Regions from separate parts of the Hordeum vulgare genome. Here region 2 is linked to region 1. A link is a contact called in public Hi-C data. All regions are on one chromosome and are shown on one strand. The core of a region is the stretch at or near the end of the contact, and the rest is flanking DNA. Distances in the headings are between cores, read along the strand shown.

Region 1 (7,753 bases), core at 3,838-6,337:
AGGAGGGGCGCAACATGGCGGACACACACGCACGCATGCATGTGCGGGCACAGCTCGGTTCGGTGCAGTGAACCCACCCCATAGCCATCGGATTCCTTGGATCGGGACCAGCCGAAACGCAGCGGGCCGTGGTACTGCTGCGAGAATGAACTGATCAAGCGGGACGGGGAGGCGCCCAGGGTGACTCGGGCTCAGCGCTGCATCCATTCATCCATCCAGTCTTTTGATCTTTGTGTGGTGTGGAGGTACTCAGGGCAGAGACAGAGAGAGAGAGAGTGAACACGCGCGACACGCACACATGCTGAGATGATGAAGACGGGAGTACGAGCGTTCCGATTATTAAGTGCTGGCTCCAGCACGTTTTGGGCTAGCCATATGCCCATATCTTCCGTTCCGTGCCGTCAGGATCCAGAGGGCCAGGACAGTCGCAGGTTAAGATGAAGGAAAGTGTAAAAAGCTACTACTACTCGTATGCAGTGAAGATCGGGGTATGAATGAATGAATGAATTCTAAAGTGCACCGCCACTACTCCAGCATCTGGGGAACCGGAAAAAAAGCGCTGCTCGCTCGACCCCAGTAACCCCGTTTGGCGAAACCAGCTGCAAACCCTAGCAAATCCCGTGGTCGGGTAACAGTATATGTGGTGTTCGCAATGGCAGGCCATTTTGTGCGAGGTCGAGCACGATGGGAAAACAAGAAGGGGAAAACAGACAGCAGTGCATTCTGAAACCGAACCTGTCTTCTTGCCTGAGAAGGTCACGTAGCTGGAACTTGTGACCGCTCAGACTCGGCTAGATTCTTTAGAACGGAGCGCTGGCATTTGAATCCGTTCCTAGGCTGGACCTTGGATTCCATTTTTCAGTGGCAACGGTCGCAAGACCGATGCTCCACTGTCCGCGCTGCCGTTTTTTTGGAGCCTCTGCATAAGGGCATCTCCAATGCCTGTATGATCATTGTTGGTAAAATTGTCACATAGATGATTTTGATGACATGGCACATAATAAAAGAAGAGAAAGAATGAAATCGTATGAACTTGAAGCAACGGTTCACGCACAAGCTCCGAGGCAATCATGGTTATTTCTTCACTATTTAGTGGACCCGCTTAGTTATTTTACATCCGATTAACATACACTTCATTGAAGAGCTTGTATGATGTGTTGTTGGTTGTTGATGTGGACACTTATACCAACGATTCAACATACGGACTGTTGAAGATCCTCTAATAAGTCAGGAGCGATCAAGTCCCGGAGATCCACAGCCCCAGGCCATGCTTTTCGAGGCAGCGAGATGCTCTTTCTGAATCATTTCCGCGGCCGCGGGCCCGTCGTGAAACTCTCCATTATCAAACTGAACCGATCAACGAAAGAAAAAGATACAAGCACAGCAGGTTTATCATGCAGAGTCATCCAGACCACAGCAAAGCCTCGCGCTAGATTTTGCCATGGCCAGCGTCCCACGGACCTAGACCAACACGGTATTCAATTAGCAGCATCGCGTAGTAAGTAGCATCCGAGGATACATACATACATCAGATGAGATCTGCCAGCAGATGCTCGCCCTTGTTGAATCTCTGCAGATGCTCTTTAAGATATGCTACTAGCATGACAAAAAAAGCTGAGGTAGCATGTCCGATGTCTGTCTTCGGGTGAGACGATGGGTCACTGTGACGCTGCACCTGCACGTACTACTGTAGTATGAGTACTATGCTGCTCCTGGACCACATCTCCGCCTGCATCTTGTACCCAGCATCACCTTCCTGCTCGTTCGACGAGATGAAAACGGCGTGGGTTGGTTAGACACAGCTTCCGTGGTTCCAGTTCTGAAACCTAGAATTGCCATAAACACACACCGAGTGATGATATAACCGAAGCCACACAATAGTCGTTCCAGAAGGATACTATTTCTGACATGTTCAGACCATGAATGACTCCGCAAGCGAACCGTAATAGTAGTCTGCATGCTTATGCTGCATACTATGGTAAAAATTGAAGGCCCTTCTGTTAAATGACAGACAGTAGCCAGCAGCTACCAGAAAGTACCGCTTTCGGTTTATTCCAGGACATCAACCACACATGACAAGGGGCTACCAAGTTTCTGTTTCCAGGACATCAGGGGGTCAAATTGGCTGTTTTGACCATTTTGCGAAAGTTGACCAAGATATTGGTTTGATAAAATTTCCGGATCTGACCCTTTTCTACGGTCGGGTCGATGGCGGTAAGTTACAAAAGACTACCAAATTTATCCAATTCAGCGCAGCTAAACGGCTTGCCGCCTTTGCTATCCAACCCTACCGCCGAGGCTCCTGTCGGTAGGCTGTTATACTCTACCGCCATCGATCTTGGCGTTAGGGTTTGAACAGTTAAAATTCATAGGTGGCGGTAGGGCATAACAACATACAGCGATCATGTCTGGCGGTAAGCTTTTTATCCACGTCAGCAACAACCAACGGCCAACTGTCTCTGCCTTCAACCCTACCGTCAGAGCCATTAGCGGTAAGCTGTTTTATCCTACCACCATCGACCTCGGCGGTAGGAAAAACGGCCAGACTCCCAAATTTTTACAAAGCAGGGTCGGATCCTGTCCAACTTACGCACAAGGGTCAAAACATTGAATTTGGCCCATTAGGGGTGAGCTTAAAGACCGGAAGGCTGCTGGTGCGGTGTGTTTTAGATAGTTTTGTGAGACAGTAATCTTGCTTAGTTCTATGGTGTGGTGTTGACCTGTTGAATCGTATGCAATGCCGACGGGCTATCTTGTAAAAGAAAAATCGAGAATCACCGGGGGAGGAGTCCCTCCACCTGAATATATTACCCAAAGTGGCCATAATGCCAGGAGAGTGATCCAGTTTATAAGGAAAACCGGATCCTTTAAATTCATTTGCTGCCTTCTATAAAAATACGGTACGCTATTTGCTTACTCGAAAAAAATGCAGGGTGCTTTTGACTATAAATGAGTAAATTTACGCATTGAATTGCCAGTCTAAGAACACTTCAATTTCAGTATTATTACAAATAATAATCTGTGACTACAATTCGCTTGCCAAGCAACTTGTAAAGAGACTGCCTTATCTAACTATTGATGGTAAATAAAGCTTGAGGAAGAAACAGAATTGGTGCCAGTCTTTTTACCTGCTATTTAGCTTCTATCCTTCACTGAATTTAAGAATGAAGTCAGATAACACACTGGTGTCATTACAAGTGTCCCTTGCAGATAACCATCTGACATCAAGCTGAACATTTACATCCCTGTTTGAGGAGAAAGTAGCAAGTCATGTTTTCATACGCCGCCAAGAATTCAGTTCAGCATTACTGTAACTGGAAAGACATATCTGTAAGCAAGACTGTAACCATACTTCCAGTATGCTACTACATTTGCACATTTGCTTGGCAAAAAAATAGAAGGCTAGCTCCATACATTAATAGTACACAAAGCTATATAATATTTACACCGACTCCACAATTCAAAGTTATTGGATATACTACCTCCGTTCCTAAATATAAGGTGTATTAGTTTTTTAAAAAGTCAAACCATGTCTATGTTTGACCAACATTATAGCAAAATACATAATGATTTACAATACCAAATATATAAAATACAAAAATACATTTCATGATGAATCTAGTGATAATGATTGGGTATTCTAGACCTTGATATTTTGGTCTACAAACTCGGTCAAAGTTAGACAAGTTTGTCTTTTTGAAATAATAATACACCTTATATTTAGGAACGGAGGGAGTATGTGCGAAGATATGGAAAAAGTTCTGCGTGTTCTTTAAAAAACTCCATACCTCTTCAAGCTGAGAACTTCATAGTTTTTCCGCAGGTAATCTGCATGCTTGACTAGAACATCCTGGGCATACTCTTTGCCTACAGTTCTAACTGCAGCTGTTTTAAGTAAGTTTTCTAATGAACCATGTTTGTTCAGTAGTTTCACTGCAGTCTTGCGACCAAAACCAGGAGCCAGATGCTGGATTCCGGGAACACCATCCGCTTCATCACCCATAAAGCATCCTACACAACATAACTTCTGATTCATAAGTTGAAAAGATAGAACCAGACTGCAAATGGTGAAAACAAAAATGAACACTTGCAGATTATCCTACAAGATATATACTCACTGAGGCTCAAATCTACAGTTGGATCGCACTTGTATTGTGCAACATAGTGCCTCAGTGTATAAAAGGACCATCGACCAATCTCAGGAATGGGCATAACTAACTGAACATCTTCAGATATCAACTGCTTGAAGTCCTTGTCTGGTGAGCCAATGACAACTCTATAACCTTTCTGCAATACTTGCTCTGTCAAGGTAGCGACTACATCATCTGCCTCATATCCATCCACTTGCACAATCTGAGGTTGCCGTTCACAAAAAGATTAGGATCAGAATTGTGACAAAGAGAGCATTGCTGATTGCGCAATTAACACGACTGTTTGTCATCTCTGGTCCACCCACCGGAACATTGCACTCGCGGAGCACATCAACCACGCGTGAATCGGCACCGGTGCCCACGCCACGAGTCCGGTGCGCTTTGTAGGACGGCAGCAGCCGCCTCCGGTAGTCGTTCCCGCCTGCCCCATCGAAGACCTATCGCATCGAGGTATAATTAAGAATTCAAAAACACAAAACGACTCCTATGTAGGGTCTGGGAGGGTGTACTCACGGCGACGACGGGGTCGCGGAGGCTGACGTGCGTGAAGAAGAGCGCGAGCCAGCGCGCGAAGGCGCTGAGGCTACGCTGAGAGCCACGGAAGCATATAGGGTTTACGTCGAGGAAGAACACCCGGTCCTTGGAAGGCCTCGCCGGGGCGTTGCCTCTGCCCGCCAGGTGTTTGCGGGAATGCCTCACAGACGGCGGGGGCGGCGAGCTGGAGATCGCAGAGGTTGAAGGAGAGGAAGCTGTCGATGGGGATGCGCGGAGTCGTATGGGACGATATCTAAGGGGTGCTGCTGCCGCGGCGGCGGTGACCGGACCTATCGCCGACGCGGGGCCCGTGCCCACGGCGGGCAGCGGCAGTGGCATGGCGCTGGGTTTGGTGGGAAGGGAGGAGATGTGGGAGTTGCAGATGTGGATAAGGGGCCGAAAAGGGCCGAAAGAAACTGAAAGCGCTGCTCGGATTTTGCAAAAGCCCATCTAATATATGGGCTAAAATGACCCCTCTGCATTTTCAAAAGTGGTGGGCCTAAGCCGTCCCATCTTAACAAAGTGGAGACCTGAAAAAAAAAACTTAACAAAGTGGACATTTGGAGCGAGTAATGTTTTTCAGTGATCTGAAAAAATAATTCTGAAGGACACCCAAAAACCCTCTGCAAGCGACGATTGCAGCCGTCCGTGCTTGCTCGATCTCACCACCGACGGGTTATGCAAAGTTGAAGGTACATGGGGCTTTGTCGAAAACACTGGTATCTGATTCATCAAGTGCGGTTTGCATTGGTGCCGATGGTGTTTATTGTGGAGCGGCAACTTTGCTCAAGCGAGTGTAGGTGACCTGTCGATCCTTGAAGTAATGTCGCGTGGCAAAGCTTTGTCACTTGCTAAAGATCTTACACAAAACAACATATAATCATAGCGGCAGATTGCAAGGAGGTGATACAAGACATCGCATCAGGCACTGGCAGAAGAAATAGAAGCATTATTTGAGAGCGTGTTGTGATAGCTTGGGAATTTACCTCTTGTTCTTTTATCTTCGAGGGTAGAGAGGCGAATACAGAGGGTCATAGCCTTACAAAACATGATCTAGGACATATACAACGGGTGGCCTCAACCTGATGCCCCGTAGATCCGCATAGGATCGGAGCTAGGTTCGGACTAAAAGATGTAGCCTCATAGTATTTAGTGTAGCATGCAGAGGAGAGTCAGCCTCTTCGCGGTGAAAAGCGAGAAAAGGAAAGAAAAGATAAGCTTTGTTGATGCATGCGAGGAGAGTGATCGAGAGAGCAACAGAAAAACAACATGCATGTAAAGGACAGTGAGTCCGGTATAGAGTGTGGCCTCGGTTGCCTAAAATTTTCTTAAAGCAATGGCTTCATTACTTTTTAATTAGTTTAAAAGCTGAGACAGTAAAAATACGATGCCCCATTGTACATGCCCTTAGGATTTGATGAAAGAACAAGGGCCGAGACAAGGGGGGCGAGCAGGGCTAGACCCCTGTCAATCGCTCGCCCCTCTCAACAAATTGTAGCAGCCAATTACATCATTAACCCTTATAATGGCTATACATCGTTAATGGTTGCAGCTAATTACATCGTTAATGGCTGCAACTAATTACATCATTAACCCTTATAAAAAATATTCATTGAACTAGCTATATAGATGACCAAAGCCCAATAGCCCAATACGGGGCTGGCTACAACACTCTAACCGATCCGATGGATTGATCTATGTGTATATTCTCCTGGAACGCTTAGGGCACTTGTCGTCGTCGCGAGTCGTCGCTGAGTGCCATCCGTCGCTGTGTGTATTGTGCTAGGGCGTTTGCGTTTGCCACGACGGCGGATTTTTTCACTATGTTGATCCTTAAGGCGTAAGTTCGTCACAAAACGAACTCGGTTCGAAAGTATTTCACGTTTTGACCCTTTTGGAAACGCCAGAGACCGTGGCGTTGCAGGCCTTAGCAGAAACGTCAGTCTACTGGACGTTACAGGCCTCATGTGCAACGCCAGTCTACTGGACGTTGCAGGCCTCATGTGCAACGCCAGTCTACTGGACGTTGCAGACCAAAGCAGAAACACCAACGGGGCTGGCGTTGCAGACCAAAGCAGAAACGCCAAGCTCCCTGGCGTTGCAGGGCTCATAAGTAACTGGCCCGCGGCCTCTTCCTCCACCTCCACTTCTTTCTTCCTCCTTTTCCACGAAAAAGCTCTCCCTCCTCCTCCAGATCTCCCCCTTCGATCTCCCTCCTCCCCCGACCGTTTTGTTGGTTCTTTGGGGCAAATCGAAGAGGCCGGTAAGCTCATCCAATCCCTCCAATTAGTTTTTGCAATGATTTTGTATTTGTGTAGATTTATTTTGCACTAGGTGTACGTATGTTTTGAAGTAAAATTTATTTTGTGATTGTTAATAGGTGTAGTTTATGGTGTGTCTAGGTGTAGTTTTTGGTGGCTATATGTATAACCTAGGTTTTGTTCATATTATCCGCATTAGGTTTATGCCTAGGTTTAGTTCATATTATTCAAAGAGGCCGGTAATAATTTTCTTCATATTATGTAGGATGTTTCGTCCCGATCAATATCTGGGTCTTGATGACTACTATGAGCAGAAGCATCGTGCGGTGCTAGTTGAAAGAGGAGAGGTAATTATGATTTTGTTGATGATTATTTTTATATACTCCATGATTTGTATATTTTCACAAGTTGAGTCCATTAACAAATTATGCCTTTGTTTGTTTAGGTTCCTCCACTACTTCGTTTGAGGGGGCACAACCCCAATGAAACTCTTGTATATGACCCTCGTTACGAGCCATATTTTAGAAGAATGGATCTTCTTCAATTTGTGATCAACTTTAAAGGCACACCACCATGGTTGAATGCCACTGCCCTAACAGCACTTACGGATCGATGGAGGCCGGAGACGCACTCTTTTCACCTTCCTCTTGGTGAGATGAGCATAACCTTGGAGGATATTGCTATGATCTCCGGGCTTCCTATCGAGGGCAGGGCTCTTACAGGGAAAGTTAGGGCCGCCGGGTGGCGACAACGGGTTGCAGCATTGGTTGGTGTTGAACCCGAGCCATGGACTGATGAAACTAGGAA
Region 2 (7,753 bases), core at 2,797-5,296, 90 kb before region 1:
CATGAACTGCTACAGTGCTACCAACACATGTACGAAAGCAACCTTAACATGCAAACTAAGGCAGAAGGGCAGGGCATGGCAACTAGGACACAAATAAGATTTCCAACAGCGTGATTTGGATCGATATAAAAGTGCTGTAAATCAAGGGGCTTGGATAGGAATACTGAAACCAACGGAGTACAAGCTCTTCATTTGCCATACTTTTCTAACCAAAATCGAATTATACTACTGGTGCATCTTAAAATTCCTCAATACTCATTACTGGAGTTGGATCTCCCTAGGATTAATTGTAGATTCTTGACGACAAGTTTCAGGTAAGAACTAACAAAAGTAGAAACTGTCACTTATCATCCTACAGAGAAACCTTGGCGGCGATATCCAGGGCACCCATTGCCATGACTATTTGCTACCTGAGTTGCCTCCTGAAAGAAACAAAAGGAGGGTGTCATGTCACAACTTATTAAGAAAAGAACAGTGCAACACATGACAGTGCGTTGCTTCTCTAAATTTGGAAACAAATGTTTTGGAGACACAACATGAGGCCACGGGGAATGGTGCCAAGACAACAAAACTACTACCTAGAAACATACATACGATATTTCAGAAATATACAGAGAAAACTAACCATTATTTCAGATTTTAGGAAGCAAACTTAGCAATGAGCTCCTTTAAAAGAGAGGGGCAGGTTCTAGTGATGTGCTCCAACCCATCAGCCGCAGTTATCTCTTTCAGATTAGCACGAGTCTTGATGAACTCAAAGCAAACCTCCTTCAGTCCACCACAGCTGTGTTGCTCAGCTAATGTAAGAATAGTGGTCACCGAGCTCACGTCTATGTGTTCACACAGCTTATTTTCACACAATGATTTCAGCCTCTGGAGATCGTATCTGTCCGCCGCTACAAGCAGGTGTTGCAGCCACAATGCTTCCTGGGCTTCTCCTTCCTCATCCCCCGTGTCTATCTCCATCTCGGGCAGTGAGTCCGTGTACATAAAGTCAAGCAAGGCCCTAAACACCTTTGCTTCCATATCTTGTACATCTACGACACTTGCTATTGTGTTCTCTTTCATGGAGCCAAACAGCTCCGCCTTGAAGACTGTAGATCGAGCTGCAAGCACGCACCGGTGGGCAGCAAACTTCTCACCACACACCATGAATGTCACGTCTGTGCCCTTCTTGGACCGAAGGAGGTCGCTAATATGCTTTTTTATGCTAGAAGGCGGTACCTTGATGAAGAGATCAACTGTCGAGACAATGTTGAGGTCACACCGGATCGTGAAACAATCATCCTTTAGATGCTTTGATTTCTCAAGAGCGTCTATTTTCATGAAATACGGGAGACCACAAATTCGAGCACTGCTGGAGAAGTTTCTTGGCTTCATTGCACGAATGTATGCTGTATCCTGCTTCTCAACCTCGTCGACGAAACTAAATTCCAACTGCACCTTCAGAGGCTCCGTAACATTGTCATCAAGAAGGCAAACAACGAGACACATGGAGTTGGCACTCACTGAGAGGACGCCATTAGGACAGTAGCTGATTTGCCAACGATGGCCTCCTACCATGAAAGGAAGAGAGAGGATGCCCTTTCCATTAGGTGCAGTGGCTTTGGTGTGCGAGTAGACATTGACCACAAGCAGGTGGTACCCGCTGGCCGTGGAGACGTCGACGGCGTGGCCGACGGCCTTCCCATCACCAACGAGAGAGACGCCGGCAAATGACATGGCAGATGGGCAGAACTTGACAGAAATCTGATATGGTAATGTGCTGGAGAATGAGTTGGCGTAGTACTCCGTTGGTTTCAATCACTCGCTATATATGGAAGAACTGGAGCGTAAAGAGGGTGAATTCGAAAGGACTACCCATCGTCTTCCTGGTGCATGTAAGTTATGGCAGCGTAATTTCAGAGCACGTTCACAGGGCTGCATGCGTGTGCTTTGAAAACGGAGCCGCGTCAGTTTGGTCTCCATCTCTTCGAGAGCCGGAACTGGAGCAGTCAATCGCCTCCACTTCGAAGGGAGATGAACAGATGGCCCCTGTAACATGCAGACGGCCTGGTTGACTGCAGATGGCATTGACATGGAAAATCATCGGCAACGCCATCGGCAAACACGTTATGGGCAACGCCATCGGCAACCACGTTAGAGCATCTCCAACAGCCGCTGTAAACAAGCCCTGCGCAAATCTGGCAGGTTTAGCGCGCGCGCAACGCGGCGGGTGGCTCCAGCGGGCGCGCAAAAACGATGCGCGCGGCATATGCTATTCAGCGCGCTGGCCGAAACGCAATCGCGCGCGGTGTATTTGGGGCGCCCGCTTCCGCGCGCGCGGGACTCGAACGCTCGCGCGAAAGTCTCTCCTTTCCTCTTCCTCCTACGCACCGCGCGCGCCGTCGCCGGCGCCCTGCCACCGCACCCATGGACGCGCACACCGGCACCCCGCTCACCCCGTTGTACAGCCCCCCCCCCCCCCGCCCCCGTCGCCGCCGCCAAAACCCTAGCGCGGGGAGCGTTGGCGTCGCCACCGCCGGAGCTCCGCCGACCGTCGAAGCTCCCCAATGCGGCGCGGCCGAAGAAGGGAAAAACTTCCGGGAAGAAGAACAAGGCGGCGGACGGCTCCGGCGGCTCGAAGGGAAAGAAGCTAAGTTGTTGGAATGGGAGAAGCACTTGTTCTTCTTGGACACATCTCTGTTCAATGATGCGCAAAAGGAATATGTCAACCTTGCCCGTGAAGAAGTCTTGATAAAAAAAGAGCCATGATCCGCGGCATGGGTGGCGGTGGCCTCGGCCTCATCGGAGGCATGGGTGCCTTTGGAGCCATGAGATGCATGGGTGCACCTCCGGTCGCCATGGGAGGCATGGGTGGCTTTGGAGCACCCTCCGACGCTATGGCCGTCATGGGAGGCATGAGTTTTGCTTCTCTCATGGGAGGCATGGGTGCACCTCCGGCCGCCATGGGAGGCATGGGTGCACCTCCGGCCATGGGTGGAAGGTCTTTCGATGTGCCTCCTCACACACATTCCCATGAAGATGCCGTTGAAGATCTTGTCAACACCGTCGGAGCTTCACGTGATGCGGTGCGTGATGAGGTAGGGAGGAAGATTCATCTTCGGAGGCGGAAGAATCGTCTTCGGAAGATGAGGACGAAGACGAGGAAGATGATGATTGATGTGTCTTTCATTTATATGTCTTGAACTTTAGTTTGCATTTTGAACTTGGTTGAATGAACTTGTGGGCATGAACTTTTATGCATCAACTTGTTTGTGTTAAATTCACATGTTCATTGCATTTTTGCGCGATGCTGGAGCGGCGCGCGCTGTGCATTTTAGCGCTGCTGCTGAAACCAGCGTTTATCCCCGCACTAAACCAGTCGAAGCGTGCGCGACAAACATATTTTTTAGACGCGGCGCGAAGCGCGGCTGTTGGAGATGCTCTTATGCTGATCTGCGGCGCATGCATGAACATCAGCTGAACTAAAACCAAGAAACTTTTATCCAAACACGGCACTAGGAAGCAAACTGGCACTCCAAATTTTCCTTTCCAAAATGGTGCCGGACACACAATGTTTGATCTAGGAGATAAATGGCTCGATAAAAAAGCAAACACGCCAGTTGGAGATTGTACAGTAAGATGGTCATATTTTATCTGTGGCGAAGCAAGACTAATCAACGCCTCACCAGCGCCGACGAAACAAAATAAGTCCTGCATCGCTCGCCACCTATATCATGGAGCCACAGCAAACATTTCCAGCAAAATAGTAGCCTACCATCTTGCCAACGGATTCACCCAGACGGATTGATCCACACTCCCGTCATTATTCACTCAACGTGGCAATTACAGGACGCATTCATCCACTAGGATATGTGCACACTGCAATATGTGCACATTGACGGGTCTTGTGTGACCCAATGGTCGATGAGGATAAACGAGTGGTCAACCCAATAGTAGGTGAGGAAACAAACGTGCACATAGACAACGTCTTGACCGGTCGCACACCTATTGACTTCAAGTTGGTACGCGGGAACCGACATGTGTGGGATGCAGCATGGCGAAGCGCGAAGTAGGCTACCACCGTTGGACCTGCCAACTCGGGAGATCTCATCGTGTGATCACCCCGTGTCGTCATGCCCGCTATCACTTACGTTGTTTGTTGATGCAGTTATTGTCCGTCACCAACAACCCATATCGACCTCATTTTCACTCCGAGAGGAGGTGGGATTACGAACAATATACATCACATGATGTTGTCGCCCCCCTCAGGTTCGTCTACATCATACACACCATTACATATTTGCTATCTCGCTCATACCACTAGTTAAATTGTATGCGAGTAGATCATTGCAGAAAAAGTAGATGAGAAGACAATATGTCTCATGAGGTTTAGCGGTCAACAGGGACGATTTTAAGGGGAGGCCGGGGGCTAGACCCCCCCCCCCCCCAAACAATCTCGTTATCCCTTGACAGCGATTAGTTAGAAGCGATTTTTTTCGTACGCATACAATTTCCAGTTGCGTCGCCCCATGCTCCCATAGGCAGAAGCTCAGAGTCATGTACACAACAGGCCCAAATATATCAGCAAAAGCCAAAAGGGAAAAAGAAACACAACCCTCGTACGCACGTAATACGCACGAGGCCAGTCACGCCACGACCTAGCGCTCGTTCTTGCGATCCGAAAAACTTGCTCGCTGCCGCCGGCCACCTGTCTTCATCCGTTCCGTCGAGAAGGGAAGGCCTCCGCCGAGGCGCCGACCGTCCCTGAGAGGCTGAGACGGTGAGACCCCGACGACCACACTCCCACGCAGGCAGGTTTGGTCGTGCCTCGTGAGCAAATCAGTTTGGTTTGGTCGTGGGCTCGTGGCTCAATCAGTCTTCGGTCCTGCACATCTCAATCTCTTCATCTGGTTTCAATTCCAGGTATCTTATGAGCTCTATAATTCCATCCGCTTTCAATCCTGCACAACTGCGGCCCGGCGTATTCCGGCCGGCCGGCCACACTGATGAGCGACCAAACAAGGAAGAAAGGTCTCTTTTTTTGCAGCACCAACATTACATTAATCTCTGTCTTGGAATCAGGCCTGCTTGAAATGTAATTGTAAGAATATAGACACTAAAATCTAATTAAGATTTTTTTTATTGTCCAATTGTGTTCTGTAGACATGAATAGGAAGAGAGCTCAATCAATCCATACTTTTTTCAAGTCAATTGGTTCAAGCTCTCAGCCATGTGAACATGGTGATGGTGCTAATACAAATGATGTGTAACCTAGCGAAGAGAACAACCCTAGTCATGCTGAAGGTGATGCTCAAGATGTTCCAGTGCCAGAAGTTACAGAAGAAGCTACATTTATAACCACAAAATAAGATCGAGACCCAGGGAGGCGCCCTCAAATTTGGCAACTCCCTCTAGAAAAGCAAGATGATGCTAGGCGTTTTTATATATGTGAGGGGGCCTATCAGCCCGAATTGGAAAATTATGAATATAATGAAGGAAGTGTTGTTCGTCAGCGATTTCAAAAAGATTGGTACACAAATTTTTGGTTGTTGGAATATTCGACTGATACAAAATGTGCCTATTGCTTGCCTTGTTTTCTCTTTTCGAAGAAGCCGGCTGGGAAGTGTGGTTCGGACACATTCACTGTCAAAGGATTTGATAAGTGGAAGAAGGTTAACAATGGAAAATAATGTGTTTTTCTCAAACATATGGGCACTACTCCCCGCTCGGCTCATAACTTTGCAGTTCGGTGTTATGAAAATCTGAAAAATAATCCAACTCATATTAACAAGGTGATGAAAAAGCAAACTAAGCAAATGGTTCTTGATGCAAGACTGACGCTTAAGACTTCTATTGATGCCATGAGGTAAGCAACAAATATTTAATGTAAGACAATTTTCTTAATGCATTATATCTAATAATTATTCTCTGTTGATTGCATTAGGTGGTTAATGTTCCAAGCATGTCCATTTAGAGGAAACGATGAATCTGAGGATTCCAAGAATCAAGGTAATTTCAAGGAAATGATTAAGCTTTTGGCTTCTTATAATAAGGATGTACAAGAAGTTGTGAAGAATGCTCCTAAAAATGCAAAGTACGCCTCCTCTACTATTCAGAAGGAAATTGCTAGCATAATTTCACGAAAAGTGCAAACCTCAATTAAAGAAAAAAATGGGTAATAGCAAGTTTGCAATACTGTTGATGAATGTCGGGATGAGTCTAAAAAAGAGCAGATGGCAGTAGTTCTTCGGTTTTGTGAACATAGAAGGGTTGATAAGGGAGCGTTTCCTTGATGACACTTGTGTTTTGACTCTCCAGAATAAAACCATTGACGTCCTAGTTGATAATGGGTTGAATGTGCAAGATATTAGAGGCCAAGGGTACTATGGAGCAAGAAATATGAGAGGGGAGTGGAATAGGCTAAAGGCTCTAATTCTCCAAGAGTGTCCTTATGCTTATTATATCCATTGTCTACCTCATCAACTCCAATTGGCTTTGGTTGCCGCTTCAAGGGAGGTAAATGAGGTTCACAATTTTTTCCAACATGCAAATTTTGTTGTGAATACAGTTAGTGCATCTTCCAAACGTAATGATGAGTTACTAGAAAACCAGGCAGCTAAAATTGCTAGAGAGATTGAATTGGGAGAGCTTGACACTGGAAGAGGGGCTAATCAAATAGGATCTTTACAAAGGGTCGGGGACACGAGATGGAGTTCACACTATAAGTCAATCAAAAGTTTGTTGAAGATGTTTGCTACAAATGTTTCAGTTCTAAGAAGTGTAGCAACTGATCGCTCAGCTACAAGGAATTCAAGAGGAGACGCTGTAGGTGCCCTGAAGATATTAAACACATTTGATTTTGTCTTCATTCTGCACCTAATGGAAAGAATTATGAAAATCACAGATATCTTGTGTGTTAAACTTCAAAATAAAAGTTTGGATATTGCTAATGCATTGGATTGTGTTTGTAACACAAAGTCGTTGCTTGCTGAGCTGAGAGAAGATGGATAGGAAAGCCTTTTTAAAGATGTGAAATCATTTTGTGTGAAACATAAGATTGATATCTTGGACATGGATCAAAGGTATGTCTCTTTCCCTATCTCTATGTTCATTAAATTTCAATGTAGAGATTTAGTCACTTACAAACTTACTCATTATTGTCTAAATCGTGCAACTAATTCATGTTTTTCATATATATTACAATTATAGGTATGTTGATGTAACAAAATCAGGAAATAAGCATGACAACACCACCGTTATCCATCATTACAAAGTAGACGTGTTTAATGTTGCAATAGATCAACAAGTGATAGAGTTGAATGATCGATTCAGTTCTCAAGTTACGGAGCTTCTAGATCTTTGTTCATCATTGGACCCTAGACATGATGCCTTCGACAAGTCAAAGATATGCACTCTAGTGGAAAAAATATATCCTGCTGATTTTTCTAGTCAAGAAAGAGATCGGTTGGAGTGTGAATTACCGCATTTCCAGCTTGATGCATTTAACCATCCAGAGATCAAAAATTGCTAATCACTTGCTGATATGACAAAAGGAATAATTAAAACTAGCAAGTCTTCTGATTATCCTATGGTTGAGAGGTTGTTACGATTAGTAATAACTCTTCCGGTTTCAACTGCAACAGCAGAGCGAGCCTTTTTCGCAATGAAACTTGTCAAGACATGTCTTCAAAGTAAATTGGGAGATGATTTTCTTCGTCATTGCACTATAGTCTACATTGAGAAGGAAATAGCAGCCAAGTTTAGCTCC

Evidence for each region. Hi-C and Micro-C count contacts between places; a contact is called where the count stands out from the background.
Region 2: a Hi-C map of leaf shows a contact between it and region 1, with 2.7 times the contacts expected there. The contact joins the enhancer-like site here to the promoter of LOC123444761 in region 1. A contact is called at or near these places in 2 of 6 Hi-C or Micro-C datasets (both in leaf).

What each region holds. Positions count from the first base shown.
Region 1 is chr3H:534,058,821-534,066,573 of MorexV3_pseudomolecules_assembly, reverse strand. LOC123444761 (5'-3' exonuclease) reads right to left here and starts at 5,087. Exons shown (of 6, transcript XM_045121596.1): 1 at 4,665-5,087; 2 at 4,457-4,588; 3 at 4,119-4,353; 4 at 3,789-4,011; 5 at 3,129-3,245; 6 at 1,289-1,756. The coding sequence starts at 5,024. The coding sequence ends at 3,143.
Region 2 is chr3H:534,148,079-534,155,831 of MorexV3_pseudomolecules_assembly, reverse strand. It overlaps the pseudogene LOC123440447. Among protein-coding and RNA genes, the nearest start is that of LOC123444762, 69 kb to the right of the region's middle. Within about 2 kb of position 4,046, at least 1 of the 3 cell types and tissues checked has open chromatin away from gene starts, as enhancers often do. A contact at or near this core is called in leaf, where this site is marked.